2 separate regions of the Mus musculus genome follow, and region 1 is linked to region 2. Evidence: chromatin contacts called from public HiChIP or PLAC-seq data. All regions are on one chromosome and are shown on one strand. The core of a region is the stretch at or near the end of the contact, and the rest is flanking DNA. Distances in the headings are between cores, read along the strand shown.

What was found. HiChIP or PLAC-seq counts read pairs in DNA pulled down with a chosen protein or histone mark.
Region 1: an HNF4G HiChIP or PLAC-seq map of pancreatic cancer cells shows a contact between it and region 2. The contact joins the enhancer-like site here to the promoter of 3110009F21Rik in region 2. A contact is called at or near these places in 2 of 15 datasets of contacts at CTCF or cohesin (both in the NIH/3T3 cell line), 10 of 484 Hi-C or Micro-C datasets (3T3-L1-derived adipocytes, embryonic stem cells, liver and 2 more) and 7 of 115 datasets of contacts at active chromatin or transcription factors (the NIH/3T3 cell line, embryonic stem cells, intestinal crypt epithelium and 3 more).

What each region holds. Positions count from the first base shown.
Region 1 is chr12:110,199,016-110,205,938 of GRCm38.p6, forward strand. It overlaps Gm40575 (a long non-coding RNA gene), which reads left to right and starts at 5,868. Exons shown (of 3, transcript XR_873010.2): 1 at 5,868-6,065. Within about 2 kb of position 2,131, at least 12 of the 459 cell types and tissues checked have an H3K27ac peak or open chromatin away from gene starts, as enhancers often do. A contact at or near this core is called in pancreatic cancer cells, where this site is marked.
Region 2 is chr12:110,155,584-110,161,809 of GRCm38.p6, forward strand. It overlaps 3110009F21Rik (RIKEN cDNA 3110009F21 gene), which reads right to left and starts at 2,490. Exons shown (of 3, transcript NR_045466.1): 1 at 2,256-2,490; 2 at 689-758.

The DNA.
Region 1 (6,923 bases), core at 881-3,380, 43 kb after region 2:
TGACATAAATGATGACATAAACAGCCATTGCCTGGTCTTCTAGAAGCATATACCACTGTCTGTTTTTCTTTTTATTTAATGCCCCCCAAACGGGCCACGCTTTGTCTCATCTATTGCTTTCTTTTCTGTGATAAATATCCATCCATCCTGGTACACGCAGGTGCACCTTACACATGGACACAAACCTCAGGTCTGTGTGCCCCAGCATTTGCTGATCTCAGCGTGCACACTGAACCATCCACACTGTGTGTGTTTAGCCTGTTTGGGTTTAAACGTCCATTGACATGACACAAATGAAGGTTCCATTTCCCTCAGGCCTCTACGAGGCCTGCGCATCAGCTGGGCATCCTCCAGTCTGGATACTTAGCCCTTGGTGGCTAAGGGCTTCTGTAGAGATAGAGGCTAAAGGTCTGTAGCTACGCATGGTCCCAACATTTAATATGAGAGCAGACATGAGAGTCCATATGGGCCAACAAAGACCATGGCGGTGCAGTGAGGAACACCAGGCTCTGGAAGAACTCAGGGTGCCCTAGGGAAACAGTTTCGGCAAGCTTTGACCTGCATCCAACACCCAGAGGATTCTTCAGACTAAAGTGCCTGACCTGAGCCTAGAGCAATTGACTAAGACCTTACCAGTCGACTCTCTCTGGAGCTTTCCTGAGTCCGCCCTCTAGCACCAGCTTTGGGGACCCCTCGGGGAAGCCTGTAGAACTAGGGTCCTCACTGTGCTCTCTCAGCAGTTCAGTTCCAATCTGCCTTGTGGAAACATCCAGACACCCTCTGAGCAGGGATGCTGATGGAGCTGATCCAGGTCATCCATGCTTTCAGCCAGAAGACCAGGATGCCTCTTATCACCCCAGTGGGACTCAGAGAATATTTTAAAAAGAGACTCCTTGCCTGTGGGATTCTGCCTAGGTCCTCTGTCCATGTGATATGGATGAGTAGCTTGGTGTTGAGCTTATGGGAATCCTAACAGTTGGAGTGGCTGACTCTTGTCTATCCATGGGACCCTTTTCTGCCTGCTGGACCGCCTCACCCAGCCTTGGTGTTATGGTTTGTGCCTGGTCTTAATGAAGCGTGTGGTGCCACATTTAGTTGATACTTCTGGGAGGCCTGCCCTTTTCTAAGGGGAGGTAGAGTGGAAGATCAGTGTGGGGGAGAGAGGAGGAGGAAGGAGGAGGAGGAAGAGGAGGGGGGACTGTAGTTGGGATATATCAAAGAAGAGCAAGGAAGGAAAAAGACAAGAGGCTCCTAGAATGTCTTCTGACGATCAAGTCTGCTTCTGTCTGCAGGGCCAGGAAGCCAGATAAAGAGCGCGTGTTACTGGGGGCCAGTTCTGTTCGGGCATCTGAGCATGACTTTAGAATGGGAATGGATTGGCTCCAGAGAACAGTTTTCCCTCCCAGATATATAGGTGGGCCTCAACCAATCAGTTGCCAGGCTGGAGAGAGCAAAAGGTAGACCCACCTCCCAGTACTAGGGGATCCGTTCTACCTAACGGCTTTGCACTAGGGCATCTAGACTTTCCCTTGTGTCTGAGACTGAACCGAAGGCTTAATGTCTAAGCCTGAAAGTCTAAGATCCAGGGGCCTGTCTGTTTGGTTCTGGTAAAAGACTAACTTGGTTTGCCACATGTTGGCTGACCTCTCTGTCCAGACAAGACACGGAGGGAGAGGGAGGGGCAGAGAAAGAGAGAACGTACTGGGGATACCGCTCTGTTGATAGACTGCTGGCCAGGCCTACACCAAGCCCTGGATTCATTCTGCAGAGTGCCAGCTCTCTGCAGACAGAGGAAGAAGGGTCCGATGGTCAAGATTGTCCTTAACTCCATAGTGAGTTTGAGACCAGCCTGGGCCACATGAGATCCTGTCAGATAAAGGAAGACAGAGACATTTTGTTTCTATAAAGGCGCTAATCCACCCAAGGGACTCCACCATCATGAGCTCACCCCCTCCTAAAGGCCCCCCACTTCCTAATTATTTGCACCAGGGACTTGGGATTCCAAGTTGTGAAAACTTGGGGGGTGACTCATTCAGGCAGCTAGCGATTGACCTTTCTGAGACTCAGGCACAAGGCAACCTCCCTGTTCTCCCTGGGCTCCAGCTCGCCCAGTGCATGAGTCAGCCAGCACCTTGTACAAATGCACCATTTTATTGGCCGTCCAGAGAGCACAGCCTCCCAGGTGGCAAGGGGACTTCTTAGGGAGAGCCTGAGATTCAGTTCATTGGTTAAAATATTTACACTAGTTTAATATTCTTATCTGTTTCAGGTGGGATCTGGCAACTTCTGCCAAGTATGGTCTTCTCGACAACAAACGTTCTTCCTCAGCCCAGTGTCTGTACTCAGCCTTCCTCAGCCTGGCCCCTCGACCTGCTGCATAGACAGCTTAGCCACCAGTGTGTTCTGGAGTCTTTACATCAGCACCCACAGCCACCAGTTCCTAGGTCCACACACGAAACCCAGGCCTCCACAGGTCACGTCTTTCACATCTAGGTCTTCATCCCACAAGGCTTTGGGTGTCCCTGGTGACATTTAAGGTGATCAGGGATGACAGAAGAAAGGAAAACTCCTGGAGAGAGTGTATAAGCACCTGGGACAGGGCTTAGGGACATGCGCTTTAGCTTCTGTAGCCAAAGGATAAGCCATGGGGGCGATGGGTACCAAGCTTCATTTCTAATTCCTTTATTTGTGGGGTTTCTCATGCTTGTAGCCAGAAGATGGAAAAGGCCAGGAAAGCCAAGAAGGCCCTGGGCACTGGATCCCTAGCTAGTAAAGTCACCTCCTCACAGGACGCCTAAGGACACTCACCCTCCTCGCTGGCCTCCCAACTCCGGGACAGTTCCCGGACTCCGAGATATTCCAGGGAAGGTAACAGAGATGGACTGGAGGGCATAGGAGGACAAACTTCCACTGACCATCCAGCCTAGCAAAGCTAGAAGCTGTCAAAAACATAAAAATTCCATTTATAAACAAGATCAAATTATTTGATTGTGAAACCAGGGTCCGTGGAATTTGAAATAATTTAATATGAAACAATATCGTTTGAAATGCTGACCAGCCAAAGACCTGGAGATAGGAGGGAGCTGAATGGTCCTGTGCCCAGACATGGAACCCAGCCTCGGGGAATATCAACAAACCCTTCCTTCAAGGAGCTAGGTTCAGAGTCTGCTATGAGGCTGGCCCAGGCCAGGTTCTGCCAGCAAGCCTGTACCCTGCCATCTTCCTGGAGGGTACAAACTAGACAGTTGGCAAAACTCATACAGTCAGATACTGTCACCAGACAGCAAGGAAGAAATGAGGAGGTGATATGTGAGGACAGGAGGGAGATACGTGCAGAACCTAGGAATATAAGCTGTTAGTCTCAGGGACAGTTGGAGAGGCTATGGGGACTACAGTAGAGCAATAAGCATGGAGCTCAGAGATCAAAGAGGTATGCCCTCGGGAGGACACGCGGGACTCCTGGGCATGTGCAGCCCCGGGTCTGTCGTGTACGGCCAATGTGATGAGCAAGCAAGGTGCTACCACATCCTGGCTCCCTCCTCTGTAGATCAAAAAGAATCACAGACCACTCTCTCTGAGTCTCAAGAGGCTCAGCTGTCATTCCTGTAACATCCCAGAGCTGTGGTTCCAGGTAGGCAGAGCCCCTTCCAGGGAGAGCATGGGATGCAGGCAATACTATCTACAGATCCCTGCAGCTAGAAGCAGCAGACAAAGCCCTTCAGCCTGGCTAGTGCCTTTGCAGTATATGGGGTTGGGCTAGCTCAGGATCCTGTACATAGTCTAGCCTCGGTAATGGGAGTGGGCCCCTTGGGCCTCAGAGGAAGGTACAGGTATATATAACCCTTGAAGCTGGTGAGTCTGGAAGGGACAGTGAAGGCAAGACTCAGAGGGGCTTGATGCCCCAGCCCTCTGCCCCTGCAGAAACACTGCTAGGCTAGGAATCTTTCAGGAGTGTAATAGCAAGAAAAACAAATCCAAGAAATCCAGACAACACACGTGCAGACGGGAACTTTTATGTCAGCTCCAAAAACCCGGGTGGGCTTGTAACACAGTGGGGAGATGCAGGCTCGCTGTGTTTAGAAAACTCAAGCTGGCCTTGTCACATGAGGGGAACGCAAAGTCCATCATCCTAAACAGGACTCCTACAGCAGAACAGGCCGCCACTCCCTGTATGTCCTCCAGTCTCTGTGCCCAAGACCTTCTGGCTAATGAGTACAGTCTTAAAAGCCCCATCTGAATGCAGAATCACTGGTGTCTGTCCCTGCCACTTCTGGCTGAGCTCAACCATCCCGCCTGGGGCACTACTTGAGCTGGCCCTGGAGAAAAGAGAGAGGAAAGGCCTGGGGTAGGCACCCATCCCGTGTACCCATATGCACAGCAGCCACCTGTGGGCTTGGGAAGGGCTCTGCTCTCCCCCCCACCCTCAGAGATGGCGACGCTACCGAGCCATGAGTGTTATTTTTATTCCCCCCCTAAGCCTTGCCAGATTACATTGTCAAGGCCAGCACTTTGCAGATATTTCCTTGGTTTCGCAACTCACGCAGTGACTAACACATGTTACATTTTGAAAACTTCTCTGGGTAAAAATTTAAGCTGAATTGTAAATACATAAAAGTCTCAGTGTTAATGGGGCGCATGAGTTCTCCGTGACTGTTTTGTAACCCAAGACCCTGAAAGGATGTGGAATTCTATAAAATCAGCAAGGAGGCGCCTGGGCTGGAGCTGCCCTTTGAAGCCATTCTATGGGCAGTGATCTCCACTTCTCCCTGACATTATGTAAGTCACCACACCTCCACACTCCCTGACCCCATGGGTGTCGGGAGACTGTTATGACACAATTCAAAGCAGGACCTCGGGACTCTGCAGCCATGATGGCAACTCTTTGGTCATGGACATACATACTACCTCTGGGGCACTTCTGAACTTTACATTAACGGGTAGCAAAGCTAAGGGACTTGCCAAAGACACACCCTTGTAAGGAACAGACAAGACCCAGCCCAGGCTTTCTACCTCAGCCCCACAGGGTGCCTATGGCTGGATCATCGCGCTGCCAGACAAGGTCGTTGAGCCACCCAGGAACACCCTATTCTGGTTCAACCATCCTGCACTAGCTAAAAGCCCAGGCAGTATCTAAGAACTGAAAAAGAGCTGACCATTGGTGGGAGAGGATCTAGTTGGTCTTTTACACACTAGGACTGTGATGGGAGGGGAGTGGGGGAACAGCTGAAAGATGGAAGACAGAGAGTCAACGCAGTGGGAGAGGCTATGGAGTTTGGGGGTGGGGGTGGGGGGAGCTAAGAAGGAAGGAAGAGAAGGAAGCAGCCCCAAGGTATGGGAAGCAAAGGAGCCCTGTCTGTCCCCAGCAGCCCTCGGCACCACTCCCCTGTTTATGGCTTTGGTGGATAACACTTATCAGTCTGCAGTCACTGAGTTTTGTTTACTCACGCAGCAGGGATACCACAATGCACTGGGTGCTTCCTGGGTACAGCAGCGAAGCTGGGGATCCCAGCCAAAGCTTCAGTGCCTCAGTATAGTCAACACTTGGCTATTTGTTGCATCTGGGTGCCTCTAAAGGAATGGGAGAGCTACCCACTACTTGGGTCTTGGAATGGTTTTGCCTCCATCAGAAGCCCAGCCAGACCCAGGTGACTCTTGTTTCTCCCTCTCCCCCAAACCTGATATTCAGGGAGAGTGGCCTGCCAGAGGTTCTGCAATCAGCCAGGCTCACCTTGGGCCACCTGGAAGCCAGGAAGTGGCTCTATACTAGAGACTTTATGATACCATAAACTCTTGGTGAATATTGATTTTTCTTTAAAGTTCAGGGACTATCTGTCTGGGCTCCTATGATCACCCCAGTTCACCCAGGGTTGCCTGATCAGTTGGTTGCCTGGGCCACCGAGGATGCTCAGCGCTCTTTGATGCTTCTGGGCCACTTGACCCAGGAGGAGAAAAAAACTACCACCAATGTGAGGAAGAAAACGGATCGTTTCATCTCATGTCAGGGATGCTAAGAGATGCATTGATCCAGTGTCACTGCTTCAGGAGAGTGCTTCGTAAAGGGCTAGGTAAGAAGAGCTGCTTGCTGGCTTTGGAAAGCGGTGTGTGTCACAGGACTTCTTTCTGCGCAAGACAGCAAGCAAGCTATCCTCAAAGTTAATAAGACATTGCAGAGTGTGGGGGTCAGTCAAACAAGGAACAGACCTAGAGACACCTCCATTGTAATAAGTACAGAAACAAGAGCCTGGCCAGGGTGCCCTAAAGAAAAGACCAATTCCAGAGGAAGTCAGCAAAGGGGTCCCAAAGAAGGGGCAGTGCCACTACATCATCCATAGCATTGTTCCCTGAGCACCTGCTGGGAACCCGTGTGCCATTACTCAGCTTTGGGTAATAAGGAGTTTGTCTAGGTCATATAGGGAAGTGTTTTAAAGTTATTCTTTATTATTATTATTATTATTATTATTATTATTATTATTATTATTATAGCAACCGCTCATAATACTTAAAAAGACATTTTCTTTAATTCAATTATTAAGTGAGCTAAATGCATTTGCCGGAGATAATTTAAAAAAATCTTTATAAATACAAAACAATTATCCCATCAAAATACAGTACCGGAGGTTATTATTCGAGCTGGTATTTCACGCAAAGCTCCCCTCCCCCACTTTCTCAAAGCAGTTCTTAAGCCTACCACCCCTTTCCTCTTCGCAGCACCATGCACCGGACTCTAGCTATAAGCTCTATCTACCCCCATGTGACCAGAGCAGGTATCAAACTACTGAGTGACACAGATCAGACACTCCTGGGAAGATAGGACGACTGAATGCGAGCAAGTACCTGGCTTGGATCTTGAAGCAGAGGGGACATGGATGGGACCCTGAGGAATCACTGAACATCGTGGCCCAGTGCCAATTTCTTAGACTAGA
Region 2 (6,226 bases), core at 1,240-3,739:
TCTTGATTGTGTGTGCCTAACCCCCCACAGATATTCTTCTGCCCCAAGAGCAGAGAGCTCCACACGGCGCCAGCACCTGAGTAATGGTGGATGCATCCATCTCTTAGACATAAATCTTGGTTTCTGACAGGCTTCCGGGAAATCCTGAAAGTGAGGGGAGGGGCTGGGGAGATGATGAGGGCCTGCGTTCAGGTCCCCAGGGCCCACGTTAAGACCCCAGTGTGACAGTGCATCTGTAGTCCCAGTGCTGAGGGCGCAGAGGCAGGGGGATCCTTGGAGCTTGACAGCCAGTCAGCCGAACTGAGTCTGTCTGCCCCTGGCCAAGAAGGAGACCCTAGCTCAAAAAATCAGGAGGATGGTGGCTGAGAAAAACACAGAGGATTAGTGTCTGGCCTACCACACACTCATGAGTGTGCTCAAACAGATAGGTGGGAGGGAGGAAGGGAGGAAGGGGGAGGGAGGGAGAGAGAGAGAGAGAGGGAGGGAGGGAGGGAGGGAGGGAGGGAGGGAGGGAGGGAGGGAGGGAGAGAGAGAGAGAGAGAGAGAGAGAGAGAGAGAGAGAGAGAGAGAGAGAGAGAACGAGAATTGGGATTCTAGCAGAAGGAAACACAAGAAGCCTGAAGCCTCTTAAATGAAATGCCTGGAAAGAAGAAACGGAGCAACCATGACCACAAACCCCATAAAGTACCTGAATGTCAGCAGGGCCACAGTCACAGACACCCACGGGATGAATCCCCAGGAGCCAGATCTGCATCTGTCTGAGCAACAGAATAAATAGCATAGTATTGGATAGGAGCCCAAAACATACAATAAACACACCGGAGCCTTGTCTCACTTAACAGATGGAATAAATAATCAAGTTGGGGGGGGGGGTGAGAAGATGAGCGATTGGAGTTGTTTATGTAGGTCCTCTAGCCTCAGATAGGTGTCATATACCTGCCACCCTCTTACGTGGCCTGTGCGTGGTCACTTCCTCCCAAAGAGGACACTAGGGAACCAGGAAGATTGGCAGCTTCTCAGTGGGGAAGCCCAGCAGTGCGTCAGCAGGGCAATGTAGGTCAACAGAGCAGGGTCAACACAGCAGGGACTGGGCGTGCTGACAGCCTGTGTCCAGGAGAGCGGTGGAGGAAACGGTCCTTCACCTGGGCCTTCCTCTCAACACCTGGCTAAGCACCAGGAAAACACCAGATGAATCCCAGTGAGGCCAACCCTGCAGACACTTGACTAGTGTCCCTCAAACGATCAAGTGTAAGGAAAGATCAAACAGACTGTCCTCGTTAAATGCACCCAGGCACGGAGCGGCATGTGGGAACAGTCAGAAGTAAAGAGGTGGAGGCAGGGTGGGTCCTGGCATACTAATGCATTGGGGACTGGGGCATTCGGTGTGATTAATGTGTCCTGTTATTGTAGCATGCCGTCACAGGAGTCAGTATAGGATACGGGACCACTGCCCATTTTGAAAGACTTCAATTAGTCTAAAACTATTTTAAAATGAAAGTTTTGTTGTGCTATTTTGAGATGGGTCTCAGGCCATCACCCAGGCTAGTGAGATGCTGGCTCCAGCGTGAACTTAATCTTTTGTTAATCCTCCTGCCTCAGTTTCTTTGCCGAGATTCTAAGCATGAGCCCATCATGCCTGGCAAGTGTTATTTTTAAAATATATAAGATGAATTGTATAAAGAAATACCAGTGTTGGACCAGGCATGGTGGTGCATGTCTTTAATCCCAGCACTCAGGAGGCAGAGGCAGAGGATTTCTGTGAGTTTGAGGCCAGCTGCTGTACATAATGAGTTCCAGGCCAATGGAGCTACACGCTGAGACCTTGCCATAGATATGTATGTGGGAAAGTATACAATTTTAAAAACTGAAATAACACAGATATTTCTAAGAGCATTGGCATTGGTTATCAGCTCATTAAGGCACCAAACTGCATGTTATAATGTAACAAGTATTTTTAAAGGCGATGTTATAGTATGTCAAAAGTTACAACACTGAACAGTATTGTAAATTTTTCAAATAGCTTGAAAATATTGTAAGAGAAACAGAGTATTTCTTTCCAAAACTATTTTAGGCTGTGACAGAAGAATTTTGGGGGTAGACAAGACACCCCAACCCTGCTTCCCAAAGCCACAAAGGCATCAACAACCAGGCCAGTAAGTTGGGCCACTCTGTAGGCACATAGAGATATAGAAGGGACCGGGACTCCGGCATGGCTGTCAGGGCACCCACCTGCACAGAGCTGACCACGTGCTTACCTGCTATGGCTGATGATACATTCATGAAGGTTCTTCAGACATGAATAAGAAATGAATAGAGCTTAATATTCACCCAGGAGAGTAAATCAGCTCAACTAACTGCCCTTCAGCCCCAAGTCATCCCTGCAAAGTTCCTCCATGCTAAGAGGCAAATAGAACCAAAGAGGGGATTTAAAACAAAAGCCCATGGGGCATATGTGTGGTCGACGTTTGGAGGGAGCAGAGTCTCATCTATGGGACAGTCCTGTGTGGCTGGACCCTGGGGTCACAGGGGAAGGGAACCGCAGAGGCTTTCAGAGCAGCATGGGTCTGTTTAATGTTTTCCGAACACATGACCCACCGAGATCTTAATCGATGCAGCATGTCCTTCTGGAGAGACCTAAATGGCTGCCCATAAACACGCAGTAAAAAGAAATGTGTTTAAAGTTACTACAGCCCTCCAGCCAGGCCATTCATGGTTTTAGTTACTGACCTAAGTTTAATGGGGAGTTCATCGTTTTCACACCACTCATGTGCTGTATGGAAAGAAGAGGTGAGTCCGTGACGGCAAACCCACATTGTCATTTCCTGAGTCACTCCGTCCCCAGTGATCACATGGCCACAGGTTGTTCTGTGCTCAGACCCTAATTCTTAGCCAGGGCACTGTTAACATCAGTGGGGGTTAGGGGGTGGTGTGCTATCATGGGGGTCGTCCTGTGTATCACAGGACATTAGTCAGCATTCCTAGCCTCCCCTCCCTAAGTCCTGACAATCAGAAACATCTGCAGACCCCTCCTAGGGGGTGTGACCACCGTCATCCTGTTAAGATCAAGGATCTGAAAGCCACAAGTATGAGAATGCTGCCCACTGCCCGCATTTGCAAATAAAGCTTTATTAGAACATAGCCGCCCCGCACTGCATTGTTTATGAGTATGTGGTCAGTTTCATAGCACTTGGGCAGAGCTGAGGGTTCCCCCATGCAACAGGGAATGCAGAACACGCAGGGCGTTGAAGCATTCACTGTCCCAGCAGAAGGTTCTGAGCCTCTGCTCAGCTCCAACCACACTGGGTTCTCCCACACTCTTCCCATCTCCATCTACGCTGTGAGTGCCTGGCCAACCCTGCTCTCGCCCTCACTGACTTCAGCCAGACTTCTCAGGGCTCTCCCTCTGCTCCCCCTGCCAGCTTCAGATCATAGATAACCTATCACTTTTCTGTTTAAAAGCTGTTGAGGCCAGGGTCTTATGTAGTCCAGACTGGCCTCGAATTCTGTGTCCTCTAACTCTGCCTCCCAAATGTTAAGGCTAACAGACAGGTGCCACCATGCACGCTATCAATTGGATGTTATTTTAGAGATTTTTTTTATTTATCATTTGGTTATCTATTTGCATGTGTGTGGTGTGTGTGTGTCTGTGTCTCTGGTGTGGTGTGTGTGTGTAGTGTGTGTGTATGTGTGGTATATGTGTGTGTGGTGTGTGTCTATGTGTGTCTGTGTGGGGTGAGGGTGCAGGAGTGGTATGTTTGTTGTGTGTGCATTTGTGTGTGGTATTTGTATGTATGTCTGTATGCGATGTGTAGTGTGTATATCTATGTATGTCTGTGTGTATCTGTGTCTGGGGGGTATCTGTGTGCATGTGTATGTAGGTGGGTAGGGGTGTCCATGTGCATATGTATCTGTGTATGTGTGTATATGTTTGTGTGGGGTGTCTGTGTGCATGTGTGTGTGCATTTGTGTAAGTATATATGAGTGTGTGTATGTATATATATATATATGTGTGTGTGTGTGTGTGTGTATGTGTATGAGTGTGTGTGTGTCTGAGTGTGTATGAGTGTGTGTGTGTGTCTAGAATGTGTGAGTGTTTGTGTGAGTGTGTAGTGTAGTGTAGTATACTGGTTCCTCCTCTATTACTCTCCACCTGTTTCTTTGAGGCTGAGTCTCCCTAAACTCCCTAAACTAAAGCTTTCTGCAATTTCTGAGCAGCCATTACAGGCATGAGCGAGTGGTTTGGATCCCGATCATTCAAACTTCTGAATCATGACTACGTTTCACCATAGCCTTCTAGGTCTTAACAGCTTTGCTTTATCCACTCCTGCCTTACAATCAGCAACCTGGTATCTCTCTGGATAAGTGCACGTTCCATCGCCTCAGGTTCATCCTCTTGCCACTTCTGCTTGCACCATCCCTGTGTCCTGGTTGGGTTCACCTTGTGCTTTGCCTGACAAATACAGAGAGCTTTCTTGCTGTCCACCCTGACTGTTCAGGGCACATACACTTGTACACTCGCTGTTTATAGTTCTTTCCCGTCCCACATCACCTCTGTTTAGTCTCTGAATCTCACACGTATATTTCACTTGCTTTTGGAATTCAGCCTTATATAGTTTACCTGTAATAGCCCTACATTTTTAAATGATCATTTCAAGTGTGTTTTCCCGCCATGCTCGCATACCTGGGGTGGAAACAAAGAATGAGAGATAAGTTTTCAGAAACAAGACCTACTGAGAGTCCTCTTGCCCTCAGGACAAGGTGAAGCCTCTCCCACAGCCTTTCTCAGAGCAACCCTGGTTACCCCAGCATTCGGACGCTGCTATCACTGGCCTTTGTACCTGGTATCAATTGTTCTGTGCCTCACCAAGGACAAACATCCTGTCAAGTGTCCAGCAAAATCACACTACCACCCTTAGCTTTTGTCCCTGGGTGTCTTGGGAAAATGGCTCCAGGTCCCCAGCACACACGAACCCCATGGATGTGTTTTATATAACATATTGTCCGGCCTCCTACGCATATTACTCTAGATTACTCGGGATGCAAGGCTGAAAACGGAAGCTCTATGCCAGAGGCTGCTGCACAGGCCTTGAGAAATGGTGATGGTGTTGAGTACAGCTCAGCTGTATTTCAGATCTGTGCAACCTGTATTTGGTTGAATATGGACATGGGACCTACCCATAACAGCAGATCAACTGCCCACTCAATTAATGTGACAACTTCTCCGTGTCTTGGCCATAACTTTACCAATAGGAAAGATCTCTTGCCGCATGCTGAAATTTTCTCACAACAGGAAGTCCCCACATTTGACTACAAGCCAAAATAAGTATATGATGTACCAAAATCTAATTCATGTATGTATGCAGATCTGAGACATACATTTTGAGACGGAACATTTTATACCTCTGTTGTTCACTTTTTCTTTTGTCTTCTATTTCAGTCTTCAGATGTTGGCCATAACTCACTGTGCAAATCATACTTACCCACTAAGGGGATGCACATAATAACCCCCATCCCACGACTCCTAGCAAGGAGCCTCATGCAAAAGAATTACTCGGTAAATATTTGATAACTGACCACATGATTGGCTTGTTCCAAGAATGCTCCAGAAATGCTGGAAGGGTCTTGATTACTGGCTCTGGGTCTTTCCATTTTTTCCAACTTGTTAGGTTTACTGGTAAATTACACGGTTTTCCTTCATAATTGGTGAGGTCCCTTGAAGGGGTTCTGGAAGAAGGAGGGAGGGACCCAAGGACAGTATTGTTCATGCATTTTCTCAACTCTTTGTGCTCCCAAGCAAATCCTGTAATTTTAGAAATATTTAAATGATTGACAGGTTCTAGAGAGCCAAAACTGACCGGAGATCAGCTCAAAGTAGTGCTTCCAGGAGGCGATGCCAAGAAAGGCTACGAATGAGCAAAATGGGAATGCATGAACGAAAGAAAAACTTAGAAAAATTGAAAACAGCCCAGAAGGTCAGTGAGAGTTGCTATGCTAGAGGGGTGCAACTAGCCTCCCTACCCACCCCCAGACTGCAGCAGCTTCCCTGCCCCCAACCAATGTTTCCTAAGCATCTCCCAGCATGCCCTTCCTTGGCCCCAGTCCCCACAAAGGCCTGATTCCATATTAGCAACCAAGGTTCCCCAAATGAAACAAGCCTGAGTCTTAATTAGCTTTTCCTGCAACGGGGCTAGTCAACTTGAATGGAAGGAAAAAAAAAAAACTCCTA